2 separate regions of the Oryctolagus cuniculus genome follow, and region 1 is linked to region 2. The links are chromatin contacts, called in public Hi-C maps. All regions are on one chromosome and are shown on one strand. The core of a region is the stretch at or near the end of the contact, and the rest is flanking DNA. Distances in the headings are between cores, read along the strand shown. Region 1 overlaps PCCB (propionyl-CoA carboxylase subunit beta). Region 2 overlaps IL20RB (interleukin 20 receptor subunit beta).

Region 1 (4,889 bases), core at 595-3,094, 670 kb after region 2:
CCTGGTCTCCCACAGGTACTTGGGCCAGCACCTGCTTCCTCCCAGGCTCATCAGCAAGAAGCTGAATCAGAAGCACTGAGCAGCCAGGACCTAATCCAGGCACTCCACTATGGGGCCCAGGCATCCCAAGCAATGGCTTAACCCACTGGGCCCCAGTGCCCACCCCAGAACACAAGTACTCAGTCATCACAATCAGCCCTTTGGCTTAAATGTTCTCAGTCTCCTTTTGGTTGGATGAAGCTCATTCGTTAGTAGATACCTCAAGACAGACCTGGGAATACAAAATTCCCTCCAGTCTTTGAGATCTGAAACTAGTTGTCTATAGTCCTGAAAGACGCGGGCCAGCTGGGCCACACATAAAATCCTTGGTTGCAGACCACACTTGATCCTCTTCAATGGGCTTTTCTTGATGCCTCATTTTCTGTGTTTCTTCTAAAGACGCCTGATGACCTTGTGAGTTACTTGATCTTTTTACCTGCACATCCTGGATATTTCTGTGTCATTGAAAAACCTGATAGTTATATTTGGGTATCTTCTCAAGTTTGATCATTCTGGGTCACTTTTCCTGTGTGCTCATTATATAGACCTGGGTCTTACTTTATTTTGGAATGGTTTCTTGGATTACAGCTTTAAATATTAATTCCGCCTCAGTAATTTTTCTTTTTCTAACACTCCAATTATATACTTTTTAGTCTTCTTTGCCTCTCTCCCATTATACCTCACTCTTTTCTGATACTTGTTTTAACTAATCATTTTTATTAGATGTATTTTCATTTAATTTTTAGTCGGCAACTTAAAGTTGCATATACAAAAGATACAACATGGTGCTTGGGTGTCTGTGTGTAGTGTGCAATGATTCAATCTATTGAATATCCATTGTCTGAGGTTTTTTTTTTTTTTTTTTGAGGAGAACACAAAGTCTACTTTTACTTTCTCATGTTTTTTTATATTTAGATTATTTGTTTTTATTGACATAATAATTGTACATATTTATGGGGTTTCTCATAATATTTTTATTTTGGTTATTCCCCCACATCTCTTCAGTGCTCCTAATTAAGTTTTAACTCAAATACCTTATCCATTGCACACCTTATAATCATCATTTCTGATATGATCATCTCCCCTTTCATTTTCTTAATTCAGTCACCTCTCACTACTTCCTCCTGTCTTCTCTACATTCTGTCATTAGTCTGTGAATGTTTTTACTTTCGTAACCTGAGGCGAGGAGAGACCACCTGCTTCACAATGTACTTCTACACGGAAGGGCATTTCAGCCACTCAAATGTTTCATTCTCGATTTTTGTTCTCTTATTCTAGTAGCTGGATATAAATGAAAACTACTTGTATCTCTGCATTTTGTGGACGAGGTTGGCAGTTTCTGAGAGTGAACAAGATTCCTAGTTCAAGAGCACCCTCTTCTGTCAGTAGAGCAAAGTGCAGTTTGGTTAATGGCCGGATTTGGGGAGGGTGGTGGGGAAGGGGGGAGCCTGTTCCTCTCGCTGAGGAATGAGGAATCCCTGTCTGGGTTGTCTCCAGGAAGGAAATGGCCAAGTCATCTGATCAGAGCGGGAAATGGAGAATGAGGTTGGGGTGGAGTCCGGTTGTAGGAAAACTCAGAAAGAACAAAGTGCTTTGCCCGTAGGACAAAGAATTTACCAAATTCAACCGAAGCCCAGAGAGGCACACTGAGGGTCTGACTAGGGCAGGAATGGCGCTCTGGGGCTCTCCTCTGGCAGCCACAGGCCCCATGGGCAACATCTGCATGGATGGCTGAAGCCTTCGAACAGGGACAGGGCTTTGCAGGGATATTGGTGATAAAAATTTACGTGATGCACCTTTCGCCTTATTCACAAGCGCTTTTCTGGACCTAAAGAAAGACAATGGCCATCTACAGACCTCCGCAGTTTGCCTAATAGTGTCCAGGAACCTGCTGCACCACGAAATGAATTCAAATGGCTCCTATCCTATTGGATACCCATGTGTGTGTGCACATAAACACAAAAACACAAACACACACCCTGACCCCCTCACAAAATGCCCTGTGTCCTCTTCCTCCAGAAAGACAAAACGACCTCTGGGCTTAAAGCCCTCAACAGAGGAAGCCACCGAAGGTCACCCTGGCCTCACTCTAGACTCCCAGGACATGGTCCCTAATCTGTGGACCCCAGTGTCTTCTAGGGACCCCTAAGCTCTACTGGCCCACTGTCTCCTCCTCCGTCCAGCCCCTCAGTCCAGGTGAACCCTGAGCTCTTCCCAGAACACACTTCCTGGTGGCCTCTGGTCCTGTGTGCCCCCCCGTGTCCCACCTGTGTGGCCTGGCATCAGGACCTGGGGGCCCGTGAATGGCTGCACGAGGACAAACACGACAGGGAACTGTGGCACTTACGGAATGTACGATGTCCACCATGTCGTAGGCCTTGGTAGATTCCAAAGGGACAACTGTGTCAAGCTCAGGAACCAGGCGGTCACTTTAGGTAGAAAAGAGGCAGACGGAGTCAACAAGGGAAGAGCCAGTTACCTGCTGGGGGTGGGGGTGGGAACCGAAATGGCGGAGACTCATCTCATGGGAACTGGGAAAGTTGTGCACTGATGGATTTGCAAAGCACTCCTACCAGGGAATCATTCCTTTGTGACCACCGCATTAAGCTGCACCTGAGCCCGAGCCCAATCCCAATCCCAATCCCAAAGATTTCCAGTTTCCTTTGAAAGAAAAAGTGAGCTTGTTCTCTGGATTATCTTCACTGATTCTCTCTGACTACTTCCTACATTTTAGAGACTGTACGGGATGCTAAAGGACATTGTAATGAACAAGACATGGAGACATGGCCATGGATGATCCCAATCCAACTCCGTAAAACATGAAAAACTGGGGCCAGTGCTGTGGCATAGTAGGCTAAGTCTCTGCCTGTGGCACCAGCATCCCATTTGGGTACCAGTTTGAATCCTGACTGCTCCACTTCTGATGCAGCTCTCTGCAATGGCCTGGGAAAGCAACAGAGGATGGTCCAAGTCCTCGGGCCCCTGCACCCACGTGGGAGACAGGAAGAGGCTCCTGGCTACTGGCTTCAGATAGGCTCAGCTCCGGCCATTGTGGCTATTTCAGGAATGAACCAGCAGATGTAAGACTTTTCTCTCTGCCTCTCCCTCTCTCTCTGTAACTCCATCTCTCAAATAAATAAATAAAATTAAAAAAAAAAAAAAAAAAAAAACCATGGGCCGGCACCATGGCTCACTTAGCTAATTCTCCACTGCGGTGCCAGCACCCCAGGTTCTAGTCTCAGCTGGGGCGCCGGATTCTGTCCCAGTTGCTCCTCTTCCAGTCCAGCTCTCTGCTGTGGTCCGGGAGTGCAGTGGAGGATGGCCCAAGTACTTGGGTCCCTGCACCTGCATGGGAGACCGGGAGGAAGTACCTGGCTCCTGGCTTTGGATCAGCATAGTGTGCCCACCATGGTGACCATCTTGGGGTGAACCAACGGAAGGAAGACCTCTCTCTCTGTCTTTCTCTCACTGTCTATAACTCTTTCTGTCTCTCTCTCTCACTGTCTAACACTGCCTGGCAAAAAATTTTTTAAAAATAAATAAATAAATAAATAATAACAAAAAAACATGAAAAATTAATGAACAAGAACTCAAAAACGCCAAGTCAGAGCTCTGCAGAAACCGCTGGGCGTCCCCACCCCCTGCTGCGAGGCTGGCCTGCTGGAGCGCCTCTAAGGAGCAAAGCTGCAGCCCCGGGCGGAGTCACTGTGGGCCAGGCAGTGTGCACGGCCCCCAACACTCCCGCCATGCTGTGTCCAAGAGGTTCGGGAGGGAGGCTAGGCCAGAGCCCGCTCCTACCTGCAGGACGACGCGGCATCGGTCACCACTCTCCAACAGGCTCCTGTCCCTTCCCAACTCGTGTGGGTGGCCAGGGCTACTCTGATCCTGAGAGGGGCACTCGGGCTGGGGTTTGGCCTTGGGGCCCCAAAAAGCCCAATCTCACGGACAGCTTTCTCTGTACTGGGCACAGCCCTGTATGGTGAAGAAAGTCCTGCCACACTTTTCCTTTGCCGCTGCCACCTGGGGCCTCCCTGGAACCTGCAGATGAGGAAAGGCTGGGCCAAAGCAGCCCCTCCGTCCCCCTCCAGGGCTGTCTGAGAAGCTCGCAAGAGCTCCAGATGTGTGGATGCGCAGGAAAGGAGGCCGTGCCCACAACTGTGAGCGCTGCCAGCAACCTCCCCTCACTGGTGTGTGCCCAGAGGAGTGGGGGAGCGGCAGGTAAAGGGGAGCCCAGTCAGAGCCCCATGCCAAAGACGGGGTAGTGGCTAAAACGGCTCCTTCCTGAGGCATTCAATTCCCAGTCCCTTCTGCAGAAGAGAGCCCAAGCAAGGGAGCATGGATGCATCTAACCTGGAGAGCAAACAAATGCAACAGGCAGAGAGAGCAACAGCAGGCCCCCAGCTGGGCGTCCGTTTATGCTGTCGCACCCCCTGCATCAGATGGCGACCCCAACAATAAGAGGGAAGGTCCTCACGAGGCAGCCAGCAACACACCCTTCTCGGACAGTGCCCCAGGCCCCGGCCACGAGCAGTGTACATAAACCCGTTCCCTTAGGGACAGGCGGTTTGCACCTGCACATTTTACTTCTTTCACGTCAGCACACAAAAAGACTTCAATCTCCATCTCTGGACAGCTCAAGTCTCTTAGCAAAAGTTTGTATTGTTTTAATTTGCTTTCTGCTCCAAAAGCTGATCAGAAGTAGAAAGTGAATAAAATCACCTTTCTTTGCTCCTGTGCCCTCCCCAACCCTGGGATCCACACTGACCACCCACCCACTAGCTGCTCCAAACCACCCAACGGGGGCAGAGGCCAGAGGTCCTGTCAGGACGCAGGGGCCGGGCACGGGCAAG
Region 2 (5,542 bases), core at 708-3,207:
ATGTTAACACCTTTGTATAAAGTTTCAAATGGCATTTTATTCAAAAATTCCAACTGGGAATAACTGTTTTAGGTAGAAAATGATTTTTAAAGTGAGTTATTAGGGGCCGGCACTGTGGCATAGCAGATAAAGCCACTGCCTGTGATGACGGTATCTCATATGGGCGCTGGGTCCAGTCCCAACTGCTCTACTTCTGATCCAGCTCCCTGCTAATGAGCCTGGGAAAGCAACGGAAGATGGCCCAAGTACTTGGGCCCCTATACCCAAATGTGAGACCTGGGAAAAGCTCCTGGCTCCTGGCTTTGGATCAGACCATTTGTGGTATGAACCAGTGGATGGAAGATCTCGTTCTCTTTCTTTGTCTCTCTCTCTCTCTCTCTCTGCCTTTCAAATAAATAAATCTTAAAAAGTCTTGTTGCCAAAGGAAAAAAAAGGCCCAATTCCCGGCATCCACCCCACACCACCACACCCAGCTCTGGAAATGGGTATTTTGCAGTCTGTTTAGAACCATACCCTGGGCCCAAGTTGTTTTTTGTTTTGTTTTGTTTTGTTTTGTTTTGTTTTGTTTTGTTTTAATCAGTCCTTCAACTTGAAGCTGGCTTTTGACAACCAAAAATTAAATTTATCATTCAGGGGGCCGGTGCTGTGGTGTAGCAGGTAAAGCTGCTGCCTGCAGTGCCGGCTAACCGTATGGCCGCTGGTTCAAGACCGGCTGCTCCACTTCCTAACCAGCTCTCTGCTAAGGCCTGGGAAAGCAGAGGAGGATGGCCCAAGTCCTTGGGCCCCTGCACCCACGTGCAGACCCGGAAGAAGCTCCTGGCTCCTGGCTTCGGATTGGCACAGCTCCGGCCATTGCGGCCAATTGAGGAGCAAACCAGTGGATGGAAGACCTCTCTGCCTCTCCTTCTCTCTGTGTATGTGTAACTCTGACTTTCACATAAAATATTTTTTAAAAAATAAATTTATCATTCAAAGTTTTTTTCTTTTTCTTTTTTATTTTTTTTTTTTTTATTTTTTGACAGGCAGAGTGGACAGTGAGAGAGAGACAGAGAGAAAGGTCTTCCTTTGCCGTTGGTTCACCCTCCAATGGCCGCCGCGGCCGGCGCACCACGCTGATCCGATGGCAGGAGCCAGGTGCTTCTCCTGGTCTCCCATGGGGTGCAGGGCCCAAGCACTTGGGCCATCCTCCACTGCACTCCCTGGCCACAGCAGAGAACTGGCCTGGAAGAGGGGCAACCGGGACAGAATCCGGCGCCCCGACCGGGACTGAACTAGGATTAGCCTAGTGAGCTGCGGCGCCGGCTCGTTCTAAGTTTAAAACCTGTTAGTAAAATAAAGGAAGAAGGGCCGGCATTGTGGTGTGACAGATGAAGGCACTGCTGCAGCACCTCCCGTGCCTCCCATCAGAGCGCCGGTTGGAAACCCAGCCACACGACTGCCAGTGCAGCTCCCCGCTGATGCACCTGGGAAGGCAGCAGATGAAGGCCCAAGTGCTTGAGTCCCTGCCACTCCTGTGGGAGACCTGGATGGCATGCATGAACCAATGGACAGAAGTTTCTCATCCTCTTTCTCTCCCTTTCCTTCCCTCCCTCCCTCTCTCTCTCTTTCTCTCCCCTGACTCTTCCTTTCAAATAAATACATAAAAATCTTTTTAGAAATAAAATTTAAATAAAGGAAGAAGGAATTTAGGGCAGAAGGGAAGGTGAGAAAGGCAGTGGGAATGCAGGACAGGCAGTGACCTGCTGGTTTTAAAAACACTGCAATTCATACGCTTTCTAATTCCACAAACAGGCATCCAGCGTCACCAGTCTGCACGGCTAAAAGTCCACAAACTGTATTCCCAACACCCTTACAAAGCCAACCCAACCCATTTCAGACTCTCAGCCGCCAGGCGCCTCCTGTTTGGAGGGCATATTTCCAAGCAGACGGTACTCAGAAGTCTCGAGATGCCACTTCTACTGCGATGAATGTTTAGAGCTTTCCAAAATGTTTGTAAGTGGACAAATCCTTTTGTGTTAAAAAGAGATTATCTCATAAATTACAATCGGGCTGTTCGAAGTTGCTCCTAATTCAAGGTCGCCATCTAGTTGCTGCCATCTGCTAAATTAAATTCTGTGCGTGCAGCCAGAATTCGGTCGTCCACCTCGTTGGCCTCCTTAATTGAGGCTGAATCTGAGGGCTGGGGATGTCCTATTCGGTTCTATTTCCAACTGCAAGATGCAAAACTCAAGTCAGGATGGTGGGGCAACAGTGGAGGTGTGAGATCGCAACGGGCTCCTGCCAAGTCAGTGTTTTTCCATGGGCGTAGCCGTACAGTGACGCAATTTAGTAAAAGATTTGCATGCAAGTCCAGGAACTCTGGATGGGTGTGGCTGCTTCCCAGATGACTATTTTTGTTTGCTTTTGTCTTTTTTGAGAGACAGACAGACAGCTCCCATCCACTAGTTCACTCCCCAAATGCCCACAGTCCACTGCTGCCAAAGCCAGGAGTCAGGTACTCAAGGTGGGTCTCCCAGGTGGGTGACAGGAGCCTGACCACCTGAGCCATCATCTGCTGCCTTCCCAGGGTGCACCTTCGCAGAAAGCTGGCTCAGGAGCTGGTGCCAGCACCCGGACTCAATCCAGACACTCTGATGGGAGAAGCAGGCCTAACTGCTGGTCCAAAGGCCCACCGCAGATGAGAGGTTTTCAGTACAGATGCAAAATGCAGGAGTTACTGAGGCTTGTGCAGGCACTCAGTATGCCAACAGCCAGGTTGGTTTTATTTTTTAAGATTTATTTATTTATTTGAAAGTCAGAATTTACAAAGACAAATTCCCTTCTATAAACTCACAGCTCAAGGAGTAAAAGAGCCAGCCTAGCCCAGGAGTGGGCTGGAAATAGGACAGCAGATGTCCCAAATCAGTCTCTTTTTTTTTCCCCAGAAGTAGGGAATGGCAGCACAGAGGAAAGACCAACAAAGTGAGTGAGGGAGGGAGGGAGGGAGGCAGAAGCCAAGGGGTTGGAAGGGAGAGCCTGGGGCACAGGGCAGCCCCCTAGGACATGCTGGGAACAATACAGAGAGAGAGAGAGAGATACAGGCACGGGGCAAAGAGATGGTGGCCCAAAAGGGCCCACTCCACTAGTGATTATGGAGGTCTGTTAGGGTCCAAGCCCTTGAGAATTTTAGCTTTCCTTCCTCCACCCAGCAAGTCCAGGAAGCGCGAAGTGACAACAAAAGAAATATTCCCAAACTCAACACAAGGTGGCGCCAGACACCCGTGGACATAATGAGGTCCTTCCTTCCAGGTGGGCTCCCGGAAGGGATCTGGTCAGGACAGAGCGAACGCAAACTGAGATCTGAACCCACAGGAGTTGAGTTACTGTAGCCCAAGAATAAAATAGGGCACACAAAAAATAAGAGAAAACATCTTTTTTTTTTTTTAAGAGAGTCTGCAATCCGTGTGTAGGAGGAACTTGAAAGAACTGGGCCACAGAATCCCCTGGCAGACAGGCGCCAAGCAGGTGCCCAGGGGGAAGTGGGGGGGGTGGGGGGCGGGTGTTACAGGCGTTCAGGTGGGAGGCAGTGGTGGCTTGGGCCGAGTTGGCAGGAAAAAGTGCCTTCTGGTAGGCTTTTTTTTTTTTTTTTTTTTTTTTTTACAAATGTCATGCATTGACACAGAAGCCCAACGAAACTGCATAACAAGAAGCAACACATCCTAACCAAGGCACCTTCTTTGTTCATTGTGTTTGCTCTGCTCTTGTTGGCTGTCATCACGGACTGGTGACTTCCCACATTTATCCTGTCAGCTGGTGCCAGCCAGCATTCTCCTGATGCCCATACCGTCCCAACTTTGGACAGTAGCGACTCTTTTTAGATTGCCTTTTGTGTGATTTTTGAATGACCCAATGACTTCAAGCATTGCTTTCTGGCCCAACAAGGGGTAGCCAGTCATTCTAGGGTCCCCATGTGCCTTTCATCTCCAGACAAGGAATCAGTAACTGCTCCAGGAAACCTTGGCTCCTTGGGAGAGGAAAAGAACATTAGAAACCAAAACATGGGCATTGGGGTGCCTTATGGAGGTGAAATATTTAAACTATTTTTAAGGTAATGTTGAACAAAGGTCCTCCCCCCATATGAACACATTTGATTCAGTTCTAACAGTGCACTGTGCTTGCTCAAATTTGAGATCTAGCACTGACCTGCCTTTTCACTAATACTGAAATCTGGGTTATAATAATTATAAATAAATAATGATTTCTCTGCCTGATAAGAGAATAGCTCATGCACACACACACGCACAACAATCAGTACAAACATAGGACACAGTTTGGGTTTCAGACTGCGTATCCCAAGGAAGTGCTGCCCCGCTGCTTTGCTGCAGAGTCGGGGAACGTCTGACCTCTGGCTGTGGAAGGCCCGCGCAGCCATTCGCTCTGGCCCTGCCGAGGCAACCACAGCGAGACCTGAAATTCATGACATCTATAGCAAGCTAGTTTTTAAAATATATATATATATATTTATGTATTTGAAAGAGTTACAGAGAGAGGGAGAGATAGAGACAGGTCTTCCATCCACTGGTTCACTCCCCAGATGGCTGCAACAACCAGGGCTGGGCTAAGTCAATGTCAGGAGCCAGGAGCCAGGAGCTCCCCCTGAGTCTCCCAGATGGGCAGCAGGGGCCCAACCATTCAGGCCATCTTCCACTAGTTTTCCCAGGCCATCAGCAGGGAGCCAGATTGGAGGAGGAGCAGCAGGGATGCATAGACCCTGCGCCCATATGGGATGCCGGTGTCCCAGGTGGCGGCTTTACCCATTATGCCACAGTGCCAGCCCCAGCAGCCTAATTTTTAAGTTGACCAGTTGGGATGTATAAATATTCAAATAACCCTGACAGAATTAAGGCCCTCCATCCCGTGAGAATCACCCCTAATCTCTCACACAGGTGATTATGAAGGACTTATCTGACAGTTCTGCTCTGTTGTCTCCACTCAATGATTCTTAGAAGGCTATATTTTCTGTTCTGCCTTTCATTTTTCCTTAAAGTGTATAAACCCCCAATATACTAGATAGCTCACTTAAAACTGACTTTTTTTAGAGAGAGAGAGAACACTCCCATCAGCTTGTTCACTCCCCAAATGCCCGCAACAGCCAAGACTGGCCTGGCCGAAGCCAGGAACCAGGAACCAATCCAGGTCTCCCACATGGGTGACAGGGACCCAGGCATTTCAGGCATCACCTGCTGCCTCCCAGGGTGTGCATCAGCAGGAAGCTGGAGTCAGGAGCCAGAGGCAAGAATCTAACCCTCTGATGTGGGATGAAGGCATCTTAACAGCTAAGCCAAACAGCTACCCCGTGGTTACTGTTATCATGTGATTATTTGTTCCCTGTTCCACTGCAATGCACGGGCCCTGGGACAAGTTGAGAGAGATTCGAGCAGAGGGAGGTCAGGGGTCCTTTCTCAGACCCAGGCCTGGGCAGAACCCCAGGGAATCGGGCAGGGAAGAGGGAGGAGGTGATGAGCCATGTAAAAGTACACTTTATTTTTGAAAACTGAACATT

The links. Hi-C and Micro-C count contacts between places; a contact is called where the count stands out from the background.
Region 1: a Hi-C map of an unstated tissue shows a contact between it and region 2, with 8 times the contacts expected there. The contact joins two enhancer-like sites. A contact is called at or near these places in 3 of 6 Hi-C or Micro-C datasets (ear pinna, psoas muscle and an unstated tissue).

The regions. Positions count from the first base shown.
Region 1 is chr4:145,293,292-145,298,180 of mOryCun1.1, forward strand. PCCB (propionyl-CoA carboxylase subunit beta) reads right to left here. Exons shown (of 15, transcript XM_051859006.2): 9 at 2,387-2,468. Among named protein-coding and RNA genes, the nearest start is that of PCCB, 37 kb to the right of the region's middle. Within about 2 kb of position 1,845, at least 2 of the 8 cell types and tissues checked have an H3K27ac peak or open chromatin away from gene starts, as enhancers often do.
Region 2 is chr4:144,624,319-144,629,860 of mOryCun1.1, forward strand. The region is part of intron 7 of IL20RB (interleukin 20 receptor subunit beta); the gene reads right to left. Among named protein-coding and RNA genes, the nearest start is that of IL20RB, 34 kb to the right of the region's middle. Within about 2 kb of position 1,958, at least 1 of the 8 cell types and tissues checked has an H3K27ac peak or open chromatin away from gene starts, as enhancers often do.